3 separate regions of the Mus musculus genome follow, and regions 1 and 2 are each linked to region 3. Evidence: chromatin contacts called from public HiChIP or PLAC-seq and promoter capture Hi-C data. All regions are on one chromosome and are shown on one strand. The core of a region is the stretch at or near the end of the contact, and the rest is flanking DNA. Distances in the headings are between cores, read along the strand shown.

Region 1 (3,146 bases), core at 62-2,561, 590 kb before region 3:
ACTCAGAAATCCACCTGCCTCTGCCTCCCAAGTGCTGGGATTAAAGGCGTGCGCCACCACTGCCCAGCTCTTTTAAGTTTATTTGAATGAAGAGCCATCAATAGCCATCTATATGTTTCAGAACAGTGGCTTCCTGAGAGGAAAGAATAGAAGAAACTTCTATCACGGGGAGGGAGGGGGGAACGGGACGGCGGTGGGGGAGGGCGGGGAGCCATTGTTGGCTCCTGTTACTCCAAGCTCAGTTATGAAAGAGAAATAAGTTCTTCATATAAGCTCACTTATGTGAAGAGAGATAATAAGTAAGGCTCCTTTAGAGTCTCTGGTCTCATTTTTGTCCCTCTGGTCATTTATAGGGCTATTATCTGTACATATTTAAACTTTTGTAATTTGAGAGATGGTTCTAATAACTGGACTGGTGCCACATGCCTTTAATTCAAGAACTTGAGAGGTAGAGGCAGGTGGATTTCTGAGAAACCCTGTCTCGAAAAACCAAAACAACAACAACAAAAACCAATAATGAACCTAACAAACAAAAAAAACTTAAAAAAAAAAAAAACCAGACCCACATACCCAATATTTTCATCTTTCGCTCATATTCACTTTGGCGGTGGTGGGGGTTGCGGGTGGAGAGCCAAGGTAATGTAGTGGAAAGAGACAACAATACAGCTCATAAGAAAGTGGAGCATAACAATCTCCAACTTCAGGGAGAAACCTACGTTTGAGTGCGATCCCCCCTCCGCAGTACTCCCCCCTCCCAACTCGGCCGTCGCCTCTGCTAGTTTTCTGGAGACAGCTGCAGTCAACAGGAACCACGGACAGGTAGGGAGGAAGGGAGGAAGACCGAGAATTACAATGGCATGCATCAATTCAAGGAAGAACAACTTTTGTTGGAAGCTACAGCTGTAGTAGCATTGACTTTTGACAGCACCCTCAACGAATTTACACCTCATATCCGCACTATCTCGTTCCCGGTATGTTTTGACGTAATACCAAATTGAGAAGTGTAGGAGCTCAGGCTCATTTGTACTGATAAGTGTGTGTTTTTGGTAGTTAGTAAAATCCATTCAGTTGGCTCTACCAGTTCCAGGCAGGTTCTAGCATGGGATTGTTTTTGTTTTCGATTTTGTTTTATTTCTTATTTTATTTTTTTAGTCTCACTTATTCATGAAAAGGTCCTCTGTAGTAAATACACCTTACTCACCCAAGAATCGCCGTTTAGTGTCTTTCCCTGGGAAAGAACAACAGGACTCACAGCGGAACTTTGCTGCGGGTGGCTTGTGTTCCCGCCCGGGTGGCCGGGTGAGAGGGCCGGGAGGGGGAAGCTTTCTGGCGCGGACCGCGAGCGGAGGCTGAGAGCGCCGCCGCCGGAGAAGACCGACCCTCGGCCAGAGCCAGCCTGCGGCGCCCGGGCCTGGCTGGCTGCTTCCCGCCTCAGCCGCTTCTCCGGCTCCCGCCGCCGCAGACACTGTCCAAGAGGGTGCGGCAGAACGCGAGGTCCTACGGCCCAGCCCGGTCCGGTGCGGCCCGGATCCGTGGCACGGGAGGTGAGAGCCCCTGCGGTCCCCTTACTCCCTGCCGGGGCCGCTGGGACCCGCAACAATGGGGACGCGGCCAGAGTCCCCGGCGTGCAGCAGCCTGGGGTAGCAAGCTACTCCTGGCGGCTTGGGCCTTGGGGGGAGCTGCGTCCGACCTGGGAAACTCCAGTGACTGTAGGCTTGGAGGGGGTCTTGGCATCCACCCGGGACTTCAGTGGCTTGATATTTTGGGATTTCGTTGTCAAGGAAGGCAGTCGTAATTACCGAGACTGAACTACAGTGGCTATGCGCTCCTGATGTTATATTATAACACCGGCAAACCGTGCCGTGGTTTGAGGGAGAGGGATTGTGGTTCGAATTTTAGGGACCCCTGTGGCTTGGTCCCTAGTGGACATAGGTGTGGGTCTCTGAACTCCCTCGGGCCGTCTGAGAATTTGTTAGGCTGAGTCGGGTTTGGGGAGAAGAGGCATGGAGAGTTTAGCTTCTCTGAGGTAATTGGTGAGTAGTTCCTGGAAAGGCACGAGCTTAGTTGGGCACAAAAGAGTTGAGCTAGGAGCTAGATGGATCCTTCACGGCTAAGATGTATCCGAGTTAAGAGTGGTTCTCAGGTAGGAAACTTGTCACAGGAGTAGTGTTAGCTGCATTGGGTTAGGAAAAGGCCGATGCGAGCTGGGGAGGGAGGGAGAAGATGGCCGGCAGCTTCTGGGGTCGAAGAATTGGCTTTATGTGGGTCATGGTGGCTGTCTGGGAGTAGAACAAGAGCACTTTGCAGAGTGGGCTTCCTGCTAGAGAATGACCTCTTACTGCGGGGGAGTGTGTGACTCAGATCTGTTAGATTACTGCTCTTGCTGGCGGATGTGGCTGACTGTTGATGCCTGGACTTTGAAGCTGGAATGGGTATTTGGGGGGGCTTAATGAATTTGTTCTAGAGGAGAGGACAGTGTGGACCTTTCCTTCTTACTCCAAAGTCAGTGTGGTGGCTGTCGCCGGCAGTCATTTAAGTAACAAATTTCTTAATGGTATTTGACTTTAAAGCTTTTCTCTGTTCATTTTTTCCCCCTTTGCCCTCTTTTTTGAATTGTGACTCATATTTTGTTTTTAGCACTGTGGCTATTGTTTGTAATGATCCACAAACCTAGACCCCATAGTATGTTGTAATTCTTGGAGCTTTCAGTACAATTCTTCTAAGCCCAAACTAATGTAAAAGGCTTCACTAACTTTTTTTTTTTTGGTATATTTTAATATATGTAACTATAGAGGAGGATGTGAAAAAAAATCTTTATAATTTCTGCTGCTCAAAGCTCTTTAGACCCCTAAATTCATGAAGTTTCATTATCTCTTACTGCCATGAAGTGATTACATTGAATCTGCTAAATCTTTGTCGTTATCATCTCAGCATCCTTGCTCTCACAGGATTTTATCTTCACTACAAATATTAATTGTGTTGAGTGATTCTGTTCTAGAGGCAGTGTGTAAACTCCAGCTCTGATTCTTATAGCCACACACCAGAGCTCTGCATGCACTTTGCAGGCAGAAGTTGGTTCTTTATATATATTAAAGGGAAAGCTATATGAACAAAGCCATATCAGGATCAGTGCACCATCTGAATTT
Region 2 (3,191 bases), core at 689-3,188, 720 kb after region 3:
TCATTTTACCTTGTGGTAGAAGAGTTAATAATCTCTTTGTCACAAGCACTTCTAGCGGGGAAGCACTTTATACCTGCATGTCCCTCCCATCCGGTGTGCTTCACCTTCGTTCCCTTAGGCTTGTTCTCCTGTATGTACTGTTTCTTGGAGGTAACAGTTACTTCTGTGATAGATGCTGGGTGACTGCCGCTTTCCTCATTCCTGTTCTTCTTTTCTTAAAGATTTATTTATTTATTTATGTATTTTATGTATACGACACTCTGTCTTCATGTATCTGCACACCAGAAGAGGGCCTTGGATCCCATGGGACTACAGTTGTGAGCCACCACATGGGTTCTGGGAATTAAAACTTTACCATAGAGCCATCTTTCCAGCGCCATTCCTGTGGTTCTTAAGAATGTCCTGTACTGTATTCCTGTTTATTATTCACGTGGATTTTGAATATTTATTTTATGAATTAGCATAGAATATAATCTTGTTGATCAAATTATTCCTATGTCCTTTAATGCAATCTCATTTGGATAGTACTAATATACTTTCTGGTGCTACATGATGTTTGGTGCATCTGGGTTGTTGTGTTGTTAATTTGCACCAACTGTAGAATCACACCATTTTCCTAAAGAAGCTGGGAGTGTATAGAGAACAGGAGCCTGAAACCAGCATGCGGGTGCTAGGTGAGCTCAGGGCTCTTGTGGTCTTGTGGGATCGTGTTAGCAGGTCATGAACAGTGACCTGCACATCGACATGTTTTTATTTCTGTAAGTGGTTCCAGCTTGTTTCATTCTAATCTAATAACTTGTTAAAGCCTCCTTTCTACTATATTCTGTGCTGCTTGCTCCTGGTCCTGAACCCTGACTAGGGGTAGTGAAGGGATGTGGACAGGACAGACACAGAGACACATGTACAGAAAATCTGGCGTCAAGAGGGCTGTGTGTGCTCTTATGAAGCCTCTCCAAATTCACAGCAGCCGCAACCTAGGTGTTAATGATGTATAGCACCAAGGGGCTGTGCTGTGATGGGTTAGCTAGCATCTGTAGGTAAGCAGTCTCAGGATATAAACATCTGGGAGGAGGAAGCAATGGTTGCTAGAGTTTGCATATATTGCGAACATTTGCACTTGGACCAACGGCAGGCTTTGCTATACGTCTGAGGCTGTTCTGAGATATGTGTGTGTGGGGATCTCTGTCAATTTCCCATGGGTCTGAGGCATCTGGAGTTGACTGGTGCCATAGCAACAACAAAGGCTTCCTCTGCCTCACACCTTCCTTCTTATGTCTGTCTGCAACTTTCTCATCCCTAGCAATTGACTTGTTCATAACAGTTTCCTCCTAAGAAATACATTAAACATGTTATTAGTGTGTATGAATGATGCAGATGTTTGGTTGAGCATGCCATGTTACACATGTGGAAGTTTGATGACAAATGTGTGGGGTTTGTTCGCTGTTTTACCTTTATGTGGGTTCTGGGAACGGAACTCAGGTCACCAGGCTTGTGTGGCGAGTGTCGTTTATCTGTTGAGCTCTCTCTCTGGTTCAGGAAATAAAGTTTAAAGTAGAGCACACTATTTTTCATTAGCTTTACTGTATGTAGGTAGAGTCTCCTTTCCAGAGATCCTTGGCTTGGTCTCATCCCAGCCTACTTGGGTTTTCATGTGCAGCGCAGATTAGGCTCAGCTTCTTACCATTTGTACTCTGTTCTAGCCCCACCCACATCCTATTTGATTTTCAATGATTTTAATCTGTTTGAAGTGAATAGTGACCATATCTCTTTTCTATTTATTTGGAGTAGGATGTCTCTCCTACTTTGTTGTAGAGAGCTGCTTATCAGAGGGCTGCATGTGCTTACAGTTGGGCGGGCAGGGCTGTATAGCTGTGCCTGGCTGTAATTGGAGGGCAAGCAGCTGTGCTGTGGCAGTCATTCCCCTGGGCTGGCTGCCTTGGTTCCCTGGTTACACCTCAGTCCTGTCTCCCCTCCACACTGGGGAGTTGGCACTAGCTAGAGTCCTGTGACTGTCAGTGTTGCTGTCGCTTCCCCAGATGAATCTGCTTTGCTCTGGATGCCTTGCTTCAGACCTAGAGTCACCCAGCTAAATGCTTATTCTCTGTTGCTGTAGTAAATGATAAGGTTTTTTATAAACCTTGACCTTTTCTTTAAAAAAAATCCACACGCCATAAAATCCTGTTTTGAAGTGTAGCTCAGTGTGCACATTCGCAGCGTCATGTGTAGTCTGATTGCAGAGCTCTTATGTTACTTCCCCAAAGAAATCTCTACCTTATTAGCATTCACTTCCTGTTCTTCCCTTCCCCAGCTCCTAGCAACCACTAATCTAGTTTCTGTGCTTGGATTTTCCTATTCTGGACATTTTGTATAAATGTAATTGAGCAATATGAGACTTTTTATGTGTGGCTTCTTTCAGTTTATTTATGCTTTGCTATGTATTAGTACTTTATTCCTATTCATGGCTGAATAATATTCTAAGGTATGGGTGTATCATATTTACTAATTGACCGTTTGATGGACATTGAACTGTTTCTACTGTTGGGCAGTTATAAATAATGCTGCTGTGAGTGTTCATATATAGATTTCTGCACGAGTGTATGGCTTCCATTCTTTGGATCTATGTGTAGGAGTGTGGTGCTGAGCCATATGGTGATACTGTGTTTAACTGAGGAACTGCAGCAGTATGTGATCAGTGCAGGTGTCAGAGTCAGTCCTGACATCCTCGCCTACGCTTTACTCTTCTGTTTGTGAGTCGCCACCCCAGGAGTATGAACGTGTTTGCACGTTCTAGTTTTGGTGTGTATTCCCCAGTGACTGGTGATGCCCAGCGCCTTCTCGCGAGGCCATTGTGTATCTGCAGAAGCTCTCATCTATAACCGCTTCATAATTTGCTCATTTGCTTTTTATTTTTTAGCTAAGAGTTGATCTCCCTCCCTCCCTCCCTCTCTGTCTCCTGTCTCTTATCTCTATCTCTATCTCTATCTCTATCTCTATATCTCCATCTCTATCTCCATCCATCCTAGATCTTGAGTAGAAATGTATCCTTTACTGGTACTTATGTAAGAGTCAGTTGTACAGTTATTTATTAGGCCTTTATCAGAAATAAGGTTTTCAAGTATTTTCCCTATTCTTTGGACTTTTTGAAAACTTATGGTTTCATTTGCTTTGATTGTTGACCAGGATGATTAAAC
Region 3 (2,917 bases), core at 341-2,840:
AAAACTTCGTAGCACCTCCTCCCTCTTGGAGATAGCAGCTCAGACCAGACAAAGAGGAAGGAAGGGGCAGGCCAGGCAGCAGTTTACCCTGACAGTTCCCCTCTTTGGGGCTGACTCAAGAAACCTGCTCCTCCATCTCTAGGAGAGGCTGGCCCACCTGTGGGTGGCCAGGCTTGATCCAGGTCCCTGCATGCTCAGGACAAACAGGATGGGGATGGGCTAGGGCAGGGAAAGTCTCTTGGCTTGTCCATCCACCAAGCAGCCACAACCGCAGGCAGGGATTCCGGCAGTCAGGCTGGTCGATGGTGGTAGCCCTGGTCAGGGAATCATGATGTGGTGGTAGGAGTGGCTGATGGCCAAACCAACAAGCTGTCTGGGCAAGCAGCCTGGCCTTCCCTACTGGCCAGGGAAGCAGCCCTTCCAGGCCCATAACAAATGGGGACAAAATACCTGGCTCCCAGCTATTGCTTCTTTCTTAAGTCTCTCCAAGGAGGAAACTGGGGCCCTGGAGGGGGGCTATGGGTGTCACGCCCTGGGCTGTAGAAGCTTCCTGTAGATGAGGGTGGAGGCAGGAGCTCCCCTATAAAGTCTGAATCCTGACCCGTTCCCCTGCTTCCAGCTTGAAGTTGGGACTTTGCAGGCCTGGCTGGAGCAGCGATAGAGAGATCACAATGGAAAAGGGAAGAAGTCAGAGGCCAAGGTCAGATGTGCAGTTCTCCCCATTCTACTTAAGAAGGAGGGCTCCATTCCAGCTTCTGTCCAACCTAGTCTGCAAGAGTCTAGGGGTCCTGAAAGGAGAAAAGGTCAGGCTACCCTCTCCACACATACACATAAGCCCATGTCAGTCATAAGACACCCATGCAAACACCCATGCTAACACACACATACTGAGATGTGCCTGAACTGTGCACACATGCAGATACCCACAGTTTCTGTGCGTGCAGCCAGGAAACACTGATGTCTGAGATGGAACCTAGAGTGTCCAAAACCAGCCACTAGTGCATGCACACGAAGAAGCCTGGACAGGCATAACCAAGTCTCATCCAGATGTGCACATACTGGACTGTATACAGAGAACATGTGTACACCCATGTACACTTTTCCAGATGTGCACATCCGGGTACACCCCACCTCCAGAAAAGAACAAAAATACCCAGACCAGTATACACAGGCACATCCGCCCCCAGTTGGGTACACAAGATACTTCCACCCTCGCTGTGTGCATCCATGTGCACCCACTCCCAGCTATGTACAACAGTCTGTTCTGCCCCAAGACGTGTCCATCCCAGGGACTCGCGGTTGCAAAAGAGAACAGGAAGCTTCCCAGGAGGGTACAAGGAAGAGAAGGATGAAGGGACCTAGCGCGGAGAACCAGCGCGGCGGAGCCCCTGTCCGCCCTCCATCCGCCCTCACCGTGGATGCCGGTCTGGTGCGCCATGGCTCAGCTTTCGGCTCGCCCGTGCCGTCGGAGTTCTCCTCTTGGTCCTGGCCCGGCTCGACTCGGCTCGCCTGGACCCAGAGCTCCGGAGGATGTGGCGACGGCACCGAGCCTCGCGCAGCTTCCCGGGCGGTGCCGCAGGACCCGCCCCCAGCGCGCCCCGCCCCCGGAGGGCGAGGCCGGCAGAGGCGGGCATTGGTGCCGCGCGTGCGCGCAGCGGGCGCCGGGGTCCGGATGGCCCAGTGCCCGGCCGCTACCACCTTCATGGCCAAGAAGGGGCCCCAAGGGATTGTGTGGGTGGTCCCTTGTAGGCCAGGATCCTGGAGGTCTGTGGGCGGATCCGCACTTGGGCGTGGGAGGGGCTGTGAGCTTGCCGCGGAGGAGGTTTGAGAGTGAGGGCCGATCCAGGCGTACCCGTTTGTGATGGTGAGGTGATCTCAGTGTAGGTGGGCACGCGCTCGTGTGTGGTCGTGAGTGTGAGTGTGTGTGTGTGTATGTGTGTGTGTGTGTGTGTGTGTGTGTGTGTGTGTGTGTGTGTGTGTGTGTGTGTGTGTGTGTGTGTACTGATTTCCTACCAGTCATCAGGTGCACGGTGTCTGGAGCCCAACGCTGAGAAAGTGAATGGCCATAGGAGGAAATGAATTTTGGAAGGAATACGGTAGGAGAGACCGAGGTGACCTAACAAGGCTGAGGAAAGTTTTCCAAAAAGACGGTGCATGTGCTAAGTGTGACCCAGTGGTGGAAGGACTGGAAGTCAACCTGAGGAACTTCCCAATTCCTAATGACCTTGCCTCTATTCCCAGCAGCCTTTCCTACTGCTCTTACAGACTAACGGCCGAATAGCAGCTAGTACTCTTTAACCTCAGAAACATCTCTCCACCCTGGACCTTGTTATTAAAAAATAGATAAACGGGACTGGACAGATGGCTCAGTGGTCAAGAGCATTAGCTGCTTTTGCATAGGACTCAAGTTTGGTTCCCAGCACCCACATGACACAACTGTTCCTTCTTCTGGCCTCCTGGGATTAGACACGGACATTGTGCACATAGATACATGCGGGCCAAACACCCAGACACACACCAAAATTTTTTTTTTACTGAAATAAATAAAAACTTTAAAAAATAGATAACTTAATGAGAGATGGCTCAGTCAGTAAAGTGCTGAGTTAGCATATAATTTCAGATTCCCGGCAACAGAATGAAGACACTTGGCTTTCCCCTTGGACTGTGCAGGGAGGCTGGGGACCTTGGGAGAGGGAGTTTGAGGAGACAGGCCAATACCTATTGGGGCTTATTTGCTTATTAGTCAGCCAACCCAGCCAAATGGAGAGAGAGAGAGAGAGAGAGAGAGAGAGAGAGAGAGAGAGAGAGAGAGAGAGAGAGAGAGAGAGAGAGAGAGAGAAAGCGCAATAGAGGCTGACTGGCTGGCATCCACCTCTGGTTTCCACATTGTACTCTAACATACACAGTGTATGTATAT

Evidence for each region. Promoter capture Hi-C pulls out the DNA fragments that hold promoters and counts their contacts. HiChIP or PLAC-seq counts read pairs in DNA pulled down with a chosen protein or histone mark.
Region 1: a promoter capture Hi-C map of 3T3-L1-derived adipocytes shows a contact between it and region 3, with 5 times the contacts expected there. The contact joins the promoter of Rad54l2 here to the promoter of Twf2 in region 3. A contact is called at or near these places in 7 of 39 promoter capture datasets (3T3-L1-derived adipocytes, the SN4741 cell line, fetal liver and 3 more) and 1 of 9 other capture datasets (adipose tissue).
Region 2: a contact with region 3 is called in an H3K4me3 HiChIP or PLAC-seq map of bone marrow-derived macrophages, with 6 times the contacts expected there. The contact joins the enhancer-like site here to the promoter of Twf2 in region 3. A contact is called at or near these places in 3 of 39 promoter capture datasets (3T3-L1-derived adipocytes, the C10 cell line and pre-B cells), 1 of 484 Hi-C or Micro-C datasets (pre-B cells), 5 of 115 datasets of contacts at active chromatin or transcription factors (astrocytes, bone marrow-derived macrophages, embryonic stem cells and 2 more) and 1 of 9 other capture datasets (embryonic stem cells).

Annotation. Positions count from the first base shown.
Region 1 is chr9:106,787,378-106,790,523 of GRCm38.p6, reverse strand. Rad54l2 (RAD54 like 2 (S. cerevisiae)) reads left to right here and starts at 1,311. Exons shown (of 22, transcript NM_030730.2): 1 at 1,311-1,544.
Region 2 is chr9:105,483,593-105,486,783 of GRCm38.p6, reverse strand. The region is part of intron 1 of Atp2c1 (ATPase, Ca++-sequestering); the gene reads left to right. Among named protein-coding and RNA genes, the nearest start is that of Gm40564, 11 kb to the left of the region's middle. Within about 2 kb of position 1,938, at least 100 of the 459 cell types and tissues checked have an H3K27ac peak or open chromatin away from gene starts, as enhancers often do. A contact at or near this core is called in astrocytes, bone marrow-derived macrophages and extraembryonic endoderm stem cells, where this site is marked.
Region 3 is chr9:106,201,781-106,204,697 of GRCm38.p6, reverse strand. Twf2 (twinfilin actin binding protein 2) reads right to left here and starts at 1,590. Exons shown (of 9, transcript NM_011876.3): 1 at 1,414-1,590. The coding sequence starts at 1,438.